2 separate regions of the Mus musculus genome follow, and region 1 is linked to region 2. Evidence: chromatin contacts called from public HiChIP or PLAC-seq data. All regions are on one chromosome and are shown on one strand. Each heading gives the region's core, a stretch centred on a gene start, on an enhancer-like site or on the middle of the called end of the contact. The rest is flanking DNA. Distances are from core to core; before and after follow the strand shown.

Region 1 (3,593 bases), core at 509-3,008, 68 kb before region 2:
ATTCTCTTTTTACAAAATCAAGCTGTCTCTAAATGCAAGCAATTGCTGATACAGTTTATATACAAAGCTGAGCCATGAGGTTGACTGGCTAATTATCTTTCATAAAAAAACCATTACTAGGCTTCTCTCATTCAATTAATGGGCTCTCCACCCTGAGATGTGACATTTTACTAAGAGTTCTTTAACTTTGGTGTCTGATCTTATTCACTTAAGCCATAAATGTGAGTATAAGCAGACAAGAAATGCTTTGCACTTACTTTGAGCGGTTTACAAAGTAAAATCCAAGAGTCTTGGCTTTTTCCTCCTGAATCTGTCAAATCCAAACCTTCTCTATCTAGCAAGCAGATGGCATTAGGTTAACAATAGTGCATTGCTCAGGTGTCTACCATTTGCAATAGCAAAACCTACTACTAAATATCCTTGTCCAGAGTGATTTTTTTTTTGTTTGTTTGTTTGTTTTTTGAGACAGGGTTTCTCTGTGTAGCCCTGGCTGTCCTGGCACTCACTTTGTAGACCGGGCTGGCCTCGAACTCAGAAATCTGCCTGCCTCTGCCTCCCGAGTGCTGGGACTAAAGGCATGCACCACTACGCCCAGCTCGTGATTTTTTTTTTTTTAAATTAAAAATGCCTTTGGTGGTGCATGCCTTTGATAACAGCATTTAGGAGGCAGAGGCAGGCAGAATTCTGAGTTCAAGGCTAGCCTGGTCTACCTAGTGAGTTTGAGGACAGCTAGAGGCACCCTGTCTCAAAACACAAACAAAAAACCCTACAAACAAAAAAAAACCTGCCTTTGCTCATCCTTTGGCTCTCCAGTGAATCTTAGCTCATGAATACAGGATTTCTTTTCTAGCTGTTGAAGAATGATATTATGTTGTTCTTTGTGTCAAAAGCACAGATCTATTTAATAACTTGATAACTTTGGCAGCATGCTTAATCTCCCTTTTCCCAGCTGTAACATTGTTTGATAGGCACTTTGAACTTGTTGAAAGTCTTTAAATTTAATGTGTCAGAAAGCACTTAATGACAAAGCCCTGCACACAGCACATACTGGAATAGCGTTCATTTTCCAGTCCTTAGATCACGAATATTTCCTCTTAGGGTCCAACAGACTTCAAGAAAGTGTGTGTGACACTGTGCATACGGGTGAGGTGTCTTTTTCTTGGGAATAAAGTCCAGAGTTTACTAGATTATTTTGGGGTCACTGACTTCTCTGAAAAAAAGAGAGTGTATATTTTTCTCCCTCAAAAGTCAAAGGGGTAAATGTCTTGTGTGCAGGGCAGTGAGGGCCGGCTTTTTAATATTTAGTGGAAGTACTGCTCCTGGGTGTTTTTTTCAAGTCCCTGAGGAAGGAAGGTGACAATAGTCTTAAGGAAGGGCGCGGGTGTCTTCTGGGCCGACCTCCATGAAGTTTTCCCTGTGAGCTCTTAGGACCTCTCTTCTGGTTCCTTTTCAAATTGGGGGAGAGTTATCAAATGCAGTTATGAGTTAGGGCTCAAGTCCTACACAGAGTAGAAGCCTCTGCCCCATTAAGAAAGGGGCTTCTGCGTGTTTTCTTAAGACAAAACAATTATTCTCTAGGTGTTTGCCAAAAAACTCCAGTGGTGACCCCCGGTGCCACCCAGGGCTCCTAGGCCCAAAGCGGCGGCGGTGGGGGCGGGGAGACCGCGCGCGCACCGCTTCCGCTCCTCCAGCCCAGCAGAGGGCGCCACGGGCGCGGCTCTCCCTTCCCGAGATGCTTCGCGCCGGGCCCTTCCGCGTGGGTCAGCGACTGTGAGAGTCAGCGCTCGCGCCGCGCGCGCCGCCCGCCTCTGCCGCTCGGCCTCCCCCATTCGGGCTGCGAGGGGGCGGGCGCGCGCTCCGGAGCATAGAGACGGGCGTTGAGCTCGGCGGCCTAGAGCGTCGCCGGATCGGAGCCGGAGCCCGAGTCGCGCGCTGTGTCTCTGCTGCGTCCGCCGAGGCGAGGCTCCGAGTGTCAGGGACAAAAGCCGCCGCCGCACCCTCTGCTCCCGTCGTCGGGGCTCATCCGCCGCCGCCGCTGTCCCGACGAGGAGTCCGCCGCCGTCGTTCCCCGTGAGGATCCGAGAGCCATGTCGGCCAGCAGCCTCTTGGAGCAGGTACAGGCCCAGCCCGCATGTCTCGGCCATTGTGTGAGGCGAGACGGGGCCCGACTAGGCCCGGGCCCGCCGCTCCTGGCCGGGCCGCGGCGGGCGCCTCTCGCGGCTCGGGATTCGGGCCTCAGACCGGCCGCGCCCTGAGTCTCCCGCCCGGCCCGCTCTTCCCGCTCCTCCCCGGGCCGGGCCGGCCGCGCCGCGCTCCCTCCCAGTAGCGGCCCGGGCTTCCCTTCCTCGTTTCCTCTCTTTCCCTCGTGTGGCTGCCGGGTGGCCGGGCTGCCGGGGCTGCCCCGCCGGCCTAGCGCTCGTCCCCGCCTCCCCCTCACCACGCGTCCCCCCCAGGCCGGTTCCTTTCTTCCCTGCTCGGGCCCCGCGTTCATTTGTCTTTCCTTTTCCGTTTTCTTCTCGGACGACTTGCTGCTCGGCGACGTCCCCTCCTCTCGCAGAGACCAAAAGGTCAAGGAAACAAAGGTAAGACCCCGCTCCTCCGGGTGGCCGCCGGCCGGGATGGGGAGGGGGGTCCGCCGGGCCGTGGGGGCGGTGGCTCGAGGACGCGCCCCGGGGAAAGGACCTTTCCGAAGCCGCTCGGGTCGCAGGTGCCGCGCGCGGGGCGGTCGCCCCTTTTGGTGTGGCCCTGCAGCTGGCGGGCAGCTTTTTTCGTTAACAACGAGTAATTCATGAGCGGCCGGGGGTGGAATGCATTTTGAGAAGCACCAGGTCCTTAGTTTTCTCGTAGGTCTTAGGAGCCCTTTGTGTTTCCTCCTCGTGGAGCACTTTCTGGAAGTCACTCACATGTGAAGGAAGCGGGGAGAGAAAGCCGGAGGGAATTGAAATTCGAAGGAGCCAATACACTGACCTTTTAAAAAGATCAGCTCGCTCTGGGGTGGAGACTCTTTTTCACTGTCCGGCTCTTGCTTCAGCCCTGGCGCTCATCGTTATTCCCCGGAGTTTCAAACCAAGTGACTCTTGGAACTAGCATGGTTTCTTCCTGGTGTGAATGTAAACTGATGGATGGGTTTGGAAGGGAGCTCTTCGGACCAGGGCATTGCTAATTTAACTTTTCCCCTCTAGTACAAAATGGTTCTGTGCATCAAAAGGATGGACTAAATGATGATGATTTCGAACCTTACTTGAGCCCACAGGCAAGGCCGGTGAGTAGTAAATTGTTCTATATTATCTGAGGGGACAGTGTACTGTTAGACTTTCTCTGCCCTGTCTCACTTTTGTGTTTGGGTGTGTTTGGGTGTGTGTGTGTGTGTGTGTGTGGCTGACTCCTAATACAACTTACTAATTTGTTATATAAAACATTAAAGATATAAGCTGTGTGGTCAACAAAGCATGTGCTCTGAGACTGCATTACTGATAACGCGAGTTGTATAAGAGCTGTTATGCTGGCATGAGTAATTGCCCCTTGTTTGCCAGGAAAGGATTAGTGCACAGCTTAAGAATATTGGCCAGAGTTTAGCCTGAGCTCTAAAGAAA
Region 2 (3,586 bases), core at 974-3,473:
TAAGGTGGCCTTGGTTTTTAATTACGTTTATTATTATTATTATTATTATTATTATTATTATTATTATTATTATTATTATTATAAGACAAGGTCTCACTATGCAGGCCTGGCTGGATTGGAACTGGTTATGTAGACTGGGCTGGCTTTGAACTCACAGAGCTCCACTTGTCTCTGTCTCCCGAGTGCTAGGGTTAAAGGTTTATGCCGCCATGCCCCGCTGTTGTTAAATTTTTATTTTATGTGTGTTTACCTGCTTGAATGTCTTTGTACTGTGTGTATGCAGTGTTCATGGAGGCCAGAAGAGGGCATCAGAGCCCCTAGAACCAGAGCACAGACGGTTGTGAATCACCCACCATATGAGTGCTGGGAGCTGAACTCCCGGCCTTTGCAAGAGCACCAAGTACTCTTAGCCACTGAGCCATCTCTCCAGCCCTACTTAAGTTGCTTGTCTTAGTTAGGGATTCTATTGCTGTGATTAGAAAAACAGGATCAAAAGCAACTAGGGAGGAAAGAGTTTCTTTGGCTTACACTTCCACATCACAGCCTGTCCTCTAAGGAACTCCAGGAAGAACTGCAGCAGAAGCCATGGAGGAACACTGCTCACAGGTCTGCTCAACTTGCTTTTTTTACACAACCCAGGATCATCTGCCTAGGGGTGGAACCGCCCATCAATCATCCATCAAGAAAATGGCGCACAGACTTGCCTATCGGTACATTTTTTTTTTTAAAGATTTACTTATTTATTATATGTAAGTACACTGTAGCTGTCTTCAGACACTCCAGAAGAGGGCGTCGGATCTTGTTACAGATGGTTGTGAGCCACCATGTGGTTGCTGGGATTTGAACTCTGGACCTTCAGAAGAGCAGTCGGGTGCTCTTACCCACTGAGCCATCTCACCAGCCCCTATCGGTACATCTTAAGGGGCATTTTCTCAGTTAAGATTCCCTCTTCCCAGGTATGCTTAGTCGAGGAGGAGGGAAACAAACCAATCCAACACAAACACCACGGAGCTCCCTGCTGTGACCCTGGCTGTCTTCAGTCTTTTTGACTTGTAGGACCTTTATATATGTTTTTCTTTTTTCTAGAAGGCTCTTCCTATTTCTTCCCTAAATTAGTCTCCCCCACCTCTAAATCCACACAACACCTTAAGTGTCATTTCTTTTAGGAATATTCTCCTGACCCTACCCTGCCCCGACATTCCTTGAATAGGACTTCATTGTGTTTTTTTAGAATCGATGCATCTCTTCCGGTCTGAGCTGTAAGCTCTTGGGAGCCGGGCCTTTGATTATGCACACCGATGTACCTGGCTCTTCTGTTAGGCGCCCTCAGAGTGAATGTGGAGCTAGTGAACTGGGCGCAGGAAAGTGTGGCTGATAACGGATGTTTGTGGTTTTATTTATCGCTCAAGCAGCCTGCTAGCTCAGAGCAATGAGCCAGACAGGAAAGTTGTGTCTCTAATAACATACACACATCTGTCCAGATAGGTGTGACCTTTTTCAGCTTGATGTAGTGAGATGGTTAGTGACCTTGATTGCGGCTTATGTCTGCCATGTCCGGTGCCAAGCTGTACAGACCCAGGTGGGCTTATTTCCAGTGTCTCCCCTTGAGGTTGTAGCTGATCATATTACTAGTTTTCATCCGGAGCCTTTGGGGGAACTGGACGGTTTTGTTTTTGTTTCTTGGTCAGGAATCACTTGGCAGTTCTAGAAGACACGGCAAGGAGCAGAGCGCACACAGTACACGGGGGTGGTGGTGGTGGTGGTGGTGGTGGTGGTGGTGGTGGTGGAAATCTGAGTTCTTTACTCCGTTGTCTTCATCTCCCCAAAACCCTCTGAAGGCGGCAGGAGATTTTCTTCATCGTGCAGTCACAGAGAATGAACTTGAGAGTGCTTAAGCGGCTCGCTCAAGGTTACTCCCATCGTCCGTGAAGAGGCGGGAGGCGGGATTCGCATCCAGGTTCTTCTGACTCCGAAGTGGCACGGGGGTGGGGCGGGAGGCTGGGCCGGGCTGGGGGCACCTGGAGTCAGCGGAGCCCAGGCAGGGAGCGCGCGCGAGGCCTCTCTGGCCCAGCTCGGAGCCCGGTGGTGCAGCGCCCGCCCCCGATCGCGGGCGCAGACTGGCGGCCGCCTCCGGACCACGTGGTGCGCGCGGCGGCTCGGGGCTCCCCGGGCTTGGGCGAGCACTGCGGGCGGTCGACCGGGCGGAGGAGGCGGGAGCGAGCGCTGCAGCCTGCGGCGTCGGGGCCGTGGCCTCCGTTTTCCGCGCGCCACTCGCTGGGTCCCTGCGCCCAGGGCGCACGGTGGAGACGGACACGGCGGCGCCATGGAGCTGGTGCCCTCTGCCCGTGCGGAGCTGCAGTCCTCGCCCCTCGTCAACCTCTCGGACGCCTTTCCCAGCGCCTTCCCCAGCGCGGGCGCCAATGCGTCGGGGTCGCCGGGAGCCCGTAGTGCCTCGTCCCTCGCCCTAGCCATCGCCATCACCGCGCTCTACTCGGCTGTGTGCGCAGTGGGGCTTCTGGGCAACGTGCTCGTCATGTTTGGCATCGTCCGGTGAGTCAGCCGAGGGCGTCGCGGGGTTTGGTCCCAGGGTCAGAGTGGACTCTACTCTTTGTAGACCAGGATACCCAACCCTGACTCCCCGGGTTCCTGAATGTCCTGCACAGAGGCCAGGTCCTCTGAGATTATGAGGACAAGGCGTGTGTGTGTGTGTGTGTGTGTGTGTGTGTGTGTGCTTGCACTAGCCTAACTACATAACACTTAATCATCCTTGACATCTCTTTGCTTCTGCATCATGGAGGTGGGACAGTTTGGCAACACTTTGTGTGTCTGCCGCGCACGCAGTTTGTGATTGGGCAGTTTGACGGTAGCGTGTGTGTTCGATCCTCTGAAACCTTGCAAGGGTGAGCTGAGGTGCTCTACAAAATACCTTAGGTCTTTGGAGCATACAACAGGGACAGACTGTCTGCTCCGGGCTGTGGGGACACGCCCCAAGTCACATTTAGTAGTCGGTCTTCTGTGGTTGCTGTGTGTGTGCTTGTCCCAAGCCATCAGTTTGTAATTCTGTATGAGACTGAGAGTGTATTTGCATTGTTTCTTGTCAAACCTCTAGGTCATAGGTGATGGAGGCACCCGGGATGACTTTGAACACCAGTCTTTGTGCTGCGTGTTCTCTGATGGAGAGCCCCGTAGTTCCTGTGAACTGGCCATGGGGTTCTCTCTTCCCTTCCCCAGTGGCCATGTGGTCAGGAACTCGGGATATGATTCAGGGCAGATTTATCCTCCTTGAGGCCTGGGCTACAGAATGAACTTAAGGCCAGCTAGAGAAGAGAGAGAGGGAGGGAGGGAGGGAGGGAGGGAGGGAGAGAGAGAGAGAGAGAGAGAGAGAGAGAGAGAGAGAGAGAGAGAGATTATTAGTAAGGGCTTTAGGGGCCACAGACTGTACGCTTAATTGATAGCTTCTGCAGCATGTGTGAATCCTTACATTAGTTTGTAGTGTTCAGTCCCCAGCACACTACACACTGGACATGGTGGTCCCACGGCTGTAATCCCAGTCCTGGGGGGTGTTGAAGCAGAAGGCTCAGAAGTT

Evidence for each region. HiChIP or PLAC-seq counts read pairs in DNA pulled down with a chosen protein or histone mark.
Region 1: an H3K4me3 HiChIP or PLAC-seq map of embryonic stem cells shows a contact between it and region 2, with 28 read pairs. The contact joins the promoter of Ythdf2 here to the promoter of Oprd1 in region 2. A contact is called at or near these places in 2 of 484 Hi-C or Micro-C datasets (both in embryonic stem cells), 3 of 115 datasets of contacts at active chromatin or transcription factors (embryonic stem cells and pancreatic cancer cells) and 2 of 9 other capture datasets (adipose tissue and liver).

What each region holds. Positions count from the first base shown.
Region 1 is chr4:132,210,421-132,214,013 of GRCm38.p6, reverse strand. It overlaps Ythdf2 (YTH N6-methyladenosine RNA binding protein 2), which reads left to right and starts at 1,758. Exons shown (of 5, transcript NM_145393.4): 1 at 1,758-2,114; 2 at 2,558-2,582; 3 at 3,183-3,262. The coding sequence starts at 2,088.
Region 2 is chr4:132,143,123-132,146,708 of GRCm38.p6, reverse strand. Oprd1 (opioid receptor, delta 1) reads left to right here and starts at 2,223. Exons shown (of 3, transcript NM_013622.3): 1 at 2,223-2,550. The coding sequence starts at 2,324.